Linked DNA regions of Sus scrofa: all the other regions are linked to region 2. A link is a contact called in public HiChIP or PLAC-seq and promoter capture Hi-C data. All regions are on one chromosome and are shown on one strand. The core of a region is the stretch at or near the end of the contact, and the rest is flanking DNA. Distances in the headings are between cores, read along the strand shown.

Region 1 (2,700 bases), core at 36-2,535, 300 kb after region 2:
AATGGGCCGCTGCAGCCCCAGGTCACCGCTACTCACCTGTGGTGGCAGGTGGGTGCCTCCGTGCCCATCCGGCCGTTCCCTATACTAGATTCTGAATGCTTAGCCTGCCACTGAAGACTGGGCTGCAGCTCCCACTGCTCAGGCCACCAAGTGGGTAGGAACAGCCACTGAGGGGTCTTGAGTTCTTCCACAAACTCTTAAAATAAAAATGGGTGGATGGAACGTCAACGGTTTCTAAAATGAAAAAAAAGAAAATGCAGCAGTTGTTAAACTACGGTGCGAATGCTTCTCTTTTTAGAATTCCCTGTGGTCTTCCTAAGGACAATGGCGGTGTTGGATGGGATGGGAGATCCTGCAGCAAAATCCCACTGTCCCCACTGAATCATGACCCCTCCTCACCACAGAGGTCCCTCCAACAGGGAGATCCTCCACAGCCCTGGGCTTCGGAGGTGACTCTGAGAAAGCCATCGCTGACCTCTGTGAAAGAAAACGATGATTCTGACCAGTTGGTAAAAGCGTTATTCAAAATTATTGCAGTGAGAGGAGAAAGAGAGCGCTCAACTCCAATTCAACAAAGACGGGGGATTTATGGCCAAGGCGCATGAGAGGCCAGTGGGTGGAAAGCTCCTGAGAGACGTGACGGGTAGGGGACTGAGTCACGGACTAGATTCCGCGGGAGAGGGGGGACGAAGAACGCATCAGGTGTCCGGGGTGATCGGAGATGGGCTGGGGTGACCAGCAGGATCTTTGCTGAGACCGGGCTGGGCGGGCCGAAGCCGGGACCGGGGCCGTGGGGACGAGGTCCCAGAGGAGGCCGGTCTCGGTCTCGTCCCCCCAGCAGTCTGAGATCCTGGATCCCTGTCCTAGCGCCCTCTGCAGGCAGCCCAAAGAACTTGACTTCTAAAGCATTCAAGTGCCGTGAGGGCTCCCTTCGGGCTGGCCGGTATCTTCGGCACCTGCCTCCTTCCGTAAGTGCCGAGACGAAGGGGTCAGGACAAGTCCTTTCAACTCTTTAACTCTTTGTAACCCGGGGCAGTTAAGAGCCCACCCCCTTGACGCTCGGCGAGGGCGGTGGGTCCCCAACCCCGGCGCGGAAGGATGACGTCAGAGCCTGGCCTCCCACTCTGCGCAGGCGCAAGACCGGCGGCGCGCCGCCGGGGCAGGGCGGAGCGGGCGGGGGGCGGAGCCAAAGCGCGAAGAGGAAGCCCGGGCGGCCCACTGCGCTCGCGCTGACCCGCCCCCTCGCCGGCGGCCAATGGGCTCTCTGGACCCGCCCCTGGCGACATAGGCCCCGCCCCCTGGAAACGCGCCGCGGCGGGGCCGACCACCTCGGGTTAGCGAGCGGTTCGAGAGCTCTGCCGGGGTCTGGGGTCCTGCGGCCGCCGCCATGAAGCTGACGCGGAAGATGGTCCTGTCCCGGGCCAAGGCCTCGGAGCTGCACAACGTGCGGAAGCTCAACTGCTGGTGAGGCCGGAGGCCGTCCTCCCCCCTGTCCGGCACCCTCTCCCCGGGAACCCAGCCCTAGGGCAGAGCTATCGGAAAACAGAGACCCCAGCCCAGCACCTCCGCCCTGGAGCGAGGACCCCCGCCCCGCATCTCTGCTCCGGGGCACAGCCGAGAAGGGCCTGGGAAGGATGCCGAGGATTTCAGGGACGGGGGTACCTCCGGCCTCACCTTCCTGGCCGTTGCTGGGTCCTGGGGGCTCACAGGATGTGGGAGTTGCTGCCATTGGCCCAGGCGGCCTTTGGCAAAGATCATTCCAGAACGTTCACCCCTCCTGAGTGAGTGGTGGTGTCTCATGCAAAGCTCCAAACCTGCACTCCTTGCTGGAAACAATTGGAGGGAGTTACCTGGGAGAAGCTGTTGGGCTGTAGAGAGCTGCAGTGGGGCCGACAGTTCCCTCCATGGACAGGTCTCATTTCTGACATGGGCAGCAGCCCCTGGGAGCCAGGCCTGATGAGGTGGGAGATCATGGGAATTAACACCTTTTCCAGGGGAAAGAAAGGAAACTGGGACCCCAGAGAGAAGCTTCAGCAAACATTTTTGTGATTGAGCCCTGGGGGGAGGGGCGGTCCCCACGAGACAGGAGAGATACAGGTGCTGTGGGGTCGGTGTCGGCTCAAAGGCAAGGCAGCCAGCCCTCGCAGAGCCAAGGCAGGACCCGAAGTGCTTCTGAAACTCCTGAAAGGTCTACACGTGTTCGCTGGGGATTCCGAGCACGTCTCCCAAGTCTGTACCCTGGACAGTTCAGGTGCGGCTGGGCACTCGGCCAGAGGCAGCCGCCCTCCAGCCAATGCAGCACATTGACTGCGGAGCTCTGCCTGTTCATTAAACAGCCTTTCTCTCTGCCCTGCACATCTGGCGTTTTGGCCACAACATCCCTGTGGTTTGTTTTCAATAATGCGTGGCGTTGTCGGGCTTGGCGAGGTCATCCTTCCAGAAGCTGCGAGGAACAACGGCCCTATTTCAGGCTGAGTGCGTTCACGAGTCGCGTGTTTGGGCCCAGAAGTGGCCTCTTACAAAGAGGCCCTTGTTTATCTCCCTCGGGGCAGCTGCCTTGAGAACCAGTAAGTCTTCGTGTCCTTCAGATGGGGTGGCCTCCGCCGTTTCTTCATCCGAGAAGGAGCCCTTCAGGATCAAATCATTTTGTCCACAGTCAACCAGGACTCGCTTTTGGCGCCTTTGTCAGTTATCCGAGAA
Region 2 (2,700 bases), core at 61-2,560:
ACCAGAGGCATATCTTGTGCTTCCACTAGCCAAGCCTACCTCTTCTGACGGCTGTCCTGAGCGGTCATTAAGGCACAGTGGTCTCCCGAAGTCCCTTCCCTATCTGTGGTCCCTCACAGGGACTTCCACACCGGCCTGTGTGGTTGTCCTACTCCATCCGGCCGAGCTGAACTGAGGCACTCAAGCTCATGGAAGCTGAGGTCCTGGAGGGAGGACCTGGCAGGGCTGGCATCTCCCACACCCACGCCCCCCACTGCTGACCGGGCAGGAGGAGGTGGTGCCGCCTTTGGCTCCTCCGCACTGCAGGAGGCACAAATACAGGGCAACCAGCTCTGTCTTCCAGGCCAAGGAGTCCTCCACACAGACCCAATGGGGTGAGGGCCTGTGAAATTCTACCCACCTTGGGCTGTCTCGGGGCGAGCAATGTGGGCAGAGGGGAAGGGCAGGCCATGCTGACAGGGAGCCGTGCCCCAATCACGGCCGACTGCACAGCCCTCTCTGGGGTCAGCTGGACCCCACGTTAGACTGCAAAGCCCACTGCCTGGATTCCTCCGCAGCCCCTCCAGGGTTGAGGTAGGTGTGGGGCAGCAGTGGAACAGGAGCCGGAACATGATGTTGAGGCCCTGAGAGAGAGCACGCGGCAGCCGCTCCAGCCCTGCCCCCCCCTTTTTTTCTCTTTCTCCCCCCCCCCCCCCCCCCCCCCCCCCGGCAGTGCTGCTAGGGGGGGAGGTGCTCTTATCAGGCTGGTCCAGGAAGCCGCCAGTCAGTGACCCCAGGAAGCTTAGGGGTTGGATCGCTTCCCTGTGCGATTCCCAAAGTCCCGTTCCACTTTGACTATGGAAACACAATCTTAAAAAGAAAGTAACTGGACTCTTGCAATATGTATTGTTATCATTTCGCGACGCCCTCCGGCTGCAGACCTCCCAGGAGCCGGCCGCTGCACACTGGTCCCCGGCCCGCAGGCTCCACTCGCGGAGGTGATGGGCGTCCGGGGACGCGGGTGCCCGGGGGCGGGGGAGGCCCTCCGGGCGGGGATCGGGGCCGAGCACGCTGGCTATGCAGCCGAGGACGCTGGTTAGGCACCGCCCTCGGGGCCATTCCAGGACACACCGCTACAGCTCTACTCCCGGAGGCGGATTCTCCACCCCTCCAGGGTCAGGGCCAAGCCAAGCCCGGGACTGGCCGCCCCTCCCAGTCGCGCAGGCGCACTGAGCTCCGCGCGGAGCGGGGAGGCGGGCCCGCGAGAGGCAGGGGGCGGGGCCCGTAGGGCGAGGGGGCGGGGCCTCCTGTTGCGCACTTGCTCCACCGTCGCCCCGCCCACTTCCGGCGCGCGGCTCTTCCGGGCAGAGGCGCCTGGCCGGGGTCCCAGTGGGGTGGGTCCGGCCGCAGACGACGACTGACCAGCGGCACCAAAGCCACCATGGCGTCCAGTGGGGCCCGCGGGCCGACGCTGCGCTGGGCACTGGCCCTCGGCGGCGCCGCGCTGCTCCTACTGCTCCTGCCGACGGCCTCGGCGCAGGGTGAGGGCGGCCGGGGGGCGCGGGGTCAGGGTCACGGGGTCGGGAGGGAGACCAGGGTCGAGGCGCCCGGGGAGCGCAGGGTCGAGAGGCCTGACAGGCGGGGTCGGGAGGAAGGGGGCGGGGGTCGAGGGGCCGGGGAGCGCGGGGTCGGGGTCGGGGTCGAGGGGAGGGCGGGGATCAAAGGGCCCTGGGAGCGCGGGGTCTGGGGCAAGGAGCGAGGGGGCACAAGGTCGAGAGGCCCGGAAGCGAGGGTGCTGGGGGGGGCGAGAGGTTGCTGCCTAGGGCCTGTGCGGTTTGCGGGGGCCGCCAGGGGCCCACCCGAGTGTCCGGCCGGGGCAGCAGGGGCTGGGGGAAGACTGCGTGCCGGCCCTTTGGCTCAGCGTGCGGGCGGCCTGGCCCGAGAGCACGGTCAGCTCCTTAACCTCGCCACGACCCTCTCCGAGAGCGCTGTGGGGTGGTGGGAGCAGGGCTTGGGAGCTTGCTTGTCCCTTGGCGGGTCAGCCGCCCGGAGTCCAGGGGCCCAGCCCTTGTGAGGGCGCGGCTGGTGTGTTGGGGGCTCTGCTCCGCTCTGCTCAGACTCCGGGGAGGCCTGTGTGCAGGCCCCCACCCACGCCCTCTGTGCCCAGTAGACCCCCTCTCCAGGGAGCTCCGGGGAGAGTGGCCAGGGCTTGAACTAACCCTGAGGCTGGGTTTCTTCGCTCTCCAGACCCGCAGCCGTTGTCAGCCTTCCTTGGTTTATCCCACCTATTCTTGGTACCACCTGTGTCAGGTGCTGGGCCGGGTGGCGGCTGGCAGGTGGAGAACCAGACTTCCTGGGAGACTGACCAGGAACTAGCAGAGTGCTTGGGGGTGGGTGAGGGGAGCATGGGATAAGAGGGCACAGGAGTTCCAGGGACCTGGCTGCTGGAAGGTGGTGGAAATCTCAGGAGCAGCTGGGGATGGGGCGTCCCGCGATCACCAGGCGTGGAGAGCAGAGCCCTGGCTGGTCAGCTTCGGTTCAGCACAGCCAAGCACCTGTCCGCTTTGTGACCTTATGGGCTGCTTGTTCCAGCGCAAGGCTGCTTGAGTTCCTGCTCGTCTGCTTCCCAGCGCACTAACGTGTACCTCTGTGGCGCGGCAGTCAGGTCGCGCAGAATGGGGAGCTTTAGGTCCAGAATGTGTTTTCGGCACGAATGTATTA
Region 3 (2,700 bases), core at 110-2,609, 310 kb before region 2:
TGCCGGCTCCCAGTTCCACTTGGCTCGTGGGAGGGGCAGTCCTCAGGAGTACGTGCGCTTTGACTTGCTCTCAGGTGAACACATAGGGATGAAACGGCTGCCTCCGGGGCAGGTGTGAGTCTCACTGTACGAGAAGCTGTAGGAGCATTTCTGAGGTGATGTGTGTGGATACCTTGCTGACGGCGTACCGGGTCCCAGCTGAGCCTCGGCTCGACGCCGGGGGTTGTCAGCGTCGCGTGTGACCATTCTGCCCAGCAAACAGTGGGACCTTGCTGTGGTTTTCATTTCCATTTCTCTAATGATGCCAGGCACCCTCCCAGGTGGACGGTGGCAAACACGCTTGGTCCCAGACACCTCCGAGCGAAAAAGGCTTGGACGGCAAAGACAGCCAATAATTCCACCTTGCCTGAGCCTTCACTTCATGGCAGCGAGGGGCTGGCCGCAGCCACCCTGCCTCAGAGACTGAGGTTTCAAACCAGGAGCTACAAAGGCCCCATCGTCCTAACAGGTCAGGTACAGTTCTTGGCCCCAGGCAGGAGCCACCAGGAGCTCCGACCTCTCAGAGATAGTGCCCAGTGCGGGCACAGGTCTGTGGGGCACTCCTGGGAATGGGGCGCAGTGAAGGGCGGGGAGAGGGCCCCCTGCTGTGGAAGGAGAGATCCTGAGGACAACCGCTCAGCCCGCCCCGACCAAGGGACACACACCATCCCACCCCATCCCCCAAATGTCCCAGGCTCGCCGCCCGCTCTGCCCTCCTCGCGCTGTGAGACTGCGCCCAGCCCAGCATCGGGTACCCCCGCCCTGACGGCCTCCTGCCACACCTACCTCTTGGGAGAGACCCAGTCATCTCAGAAACTGCCCAGCAGCGCTAATTCAAGGCCCGCGGCGGGCCAGGCGGATCTGCGACCCAGGTACCCCACCTGGCCAGCCGTGAGGGTCTGAGGTCAGTCCCCTGGCTTGCCCGCCCCCAGGCCACACGCTGACAGTGTTCGCACCTGGTGCGGAGGCGGAGGCAGCGGAGCCCAGGAGGAGCCCGGCTTGGCGGGCAGGTGAGGGTGTCGGCGCCTAGACACCTGGCCCCGCCCCAGACACGCCCCGGGCACGCCCCCAGGCTCCAGCCCGCTCCCTCCGGCTCCAGCTCCGCCCCAGCTGCCTCAGGGCAACCTGCCCCGAGGACGTCCTAGAGCCCCGCCCATAGGTAGGCCACGCCCATCTGTCCCGCCCCTCGTCCCGCCCCTGCTCCCCTCGCAAGTTCTGCCCCAGGAGCTTCCGGACGCGGAGTCACACAAGACGCATGCGCTGGGCGGGCTCCGGAGCGTTGCCGTGGCTACAGGTGACGCTACGCTAGAGCGCGGGCTGCGCTTCCGGGGCGGGGCGCGGTCGCCGGAAGTGTGTGGCCGCCGGGGCCATGGCGGCGCTCAGCGTCGTCTGCCTGCTCCTCGGGGCAGCGTCCTGGCCGCCCGTCGCAGCCTCGGGCGAGGAGTTCTGGCCGGGCCAGTCGGCAGCCGACATCTTGTCGGGGGCGGCGTCCCGCAGACGGTAAACGCGCGTCCGCGCCCTCTGCGGGGCTGGGGGGCTGGGACCGGATTGGGGGTGGCGGCCGGCGGTAGGGGCGGGGCTGGGAGCGGAGCGGAGGGGCCGGCCTGGGGCAGAGGATCCTACAGATAAACAAGGCTTGGCTTTCTTAAGAACCACCCATTCGAATATCCGGTTCTCGGGCTCCTCAAACCCCGGGCAAGGCCCGCATCACCTAACAGGGGCCCACGGCCTGCGCTTCCTGGGGCTCCGGGAGGTCCCGGCTGCCGGGGCTACCTTGGCTCGCGCCCCCCGCCTGGGAGCCCGACGGGGAGCGGAGGCCGATCCATCCAGATGTTGGTTGTTTTCGTAGATAAGTCTCAGGAATGAGAAACAAGCCTCTGGGTCGTTCAGCGGTTACTGAGGGCTTGACCCAAACCAGACCGCTGGATGCGGGGTGTAGAGATGGTGAATGGGCCCCTTCGTCTCGGTGTTGGCAGGCTTGGGGGGTTAGAGCCCCAAGCCGAGGATTACCAAGCAGCCTCATCTGCAGGAGCAGAGATTGTGGGAAGAACTAATGCAGAGAAGGGAGGGGGGCGGACAGAAGCCGAGGACCCCTGCCTGGGTTTTGTAGAGGGGTCTTGCTTTGGATAGGGCAGCAGTTCTCCAAGTGTGTCCAAGGACCCCCAGCTGCCAGGCCTTAGAAACACCAGGTTGCTGTCTGTTCTTTTGCCCACATTCCCTCTTGAGTTTACTGTGGGGTTTTTCCAGAGACCATCAGGCCTGTGATACACAGGGGATGCAGAAGCAGGCAGGAAAATCCAGCTGTCACCAGACCAAAGAAATTTGCAAAAACTGAAAACATTGCTACTCTTCTTACTAGTAGGAAAATACACAGGCGTTCTCACTGTGGCTTGGGGTAATGAACTGGATTAGTATCCATGAGGATGCAGGTTTGATCCCTGGCCCCACTCAGTGGGTTAAGGATCTGGCTGTTGCCGTGAGCTGTGGTGCAGGTCGAAGCCACCTCTCCCATCTGGTGTTGCTGTGGCTGTGGTGTAGGCCTGCAGCTGCAGCTCCAATTAGATTCCTGGCCTGGGAACTTCCATATGCTGCAGGTGTGGCTCTTTTAAAAAAAGAAAAAAAGAAAAAAAAATACGCTTATTTTTCATTTGGAAATTCTAA

The links. Promoter capture Hi-C pulls out the DNA fragments that hold promoters and counts their contacts. HiChIP or PLAC-seq counts read pairs in DNA pulled down with a chosen protein or histone mark.
Region 1: a contact with region 2 is called in an H3K27ac HiChIP or PLAC-seq map of alveolar macrophages. The contact joins the promoter of C13H21orf2 here to the promoter of PTTG1IP in region 2. A contact is called at or near these places in 2 of 47 Hi-C or Micro-C datasets (heart right ventricle and liver) and 1 of 2 datasets of contacts at active chromatin or transcription factors (alveolar macrophages).
Region 3: a promoter capture Hi-C map of liver shows a contact between it and region 2, with 2.8 times the contacts expected there. The contact joins the promoter of POFUT2 here to the promoter of PTTG1IP in region 2. A contact is called at or near these places in 1 of 5 promoter capture datasets (liver) and 1 of 47 Hi-C or Micro-C datasets (heart right ventricle).

What each region holds. Positions count from the first base shown.
Region 1 is chr13:207,203,326-207,206,025 of Sscrofa11.1, reverse strand. C13H21orf2 (protein C21orf2) reads left to right here and starts at 1,285. Exons shown (of 7, transcript XM_021071512.1): 1 at 1,285-1,464. The coding sequence starts at 1,388. LOC102158266 (a long non-coding RNA gene) reads right to left here and starts at 1,178. Exons shown (of 4, transcript XR_299372.3): 1 at 400-1,178; 2 at 37-234.
Region 2 is chr13:207,505,699-207,508,398 of Sscrofa11.1, reverse strand. PTTG1IP (pituitary tumor-transforming gene 1 protein-interacting protein) reads left to right here and starts at 1,310. Exons shown (of 6, transcript XM_003359011.4): 1 at 1,310-1,520. The coding sequence starts at 1,421.
Region 3 is chr13:207,816,797-207,819,496 of Sscrofa11.1, reverse strand. It overlaps POFUT2 (GDP-fucose protein O-fucosyltransferase 2), which reads left to right and starts at 1,359. Exons shown (of 9, transcript XM_021071525.1): 1 at 1,359-1,539. The coding sequence starts at 1,409.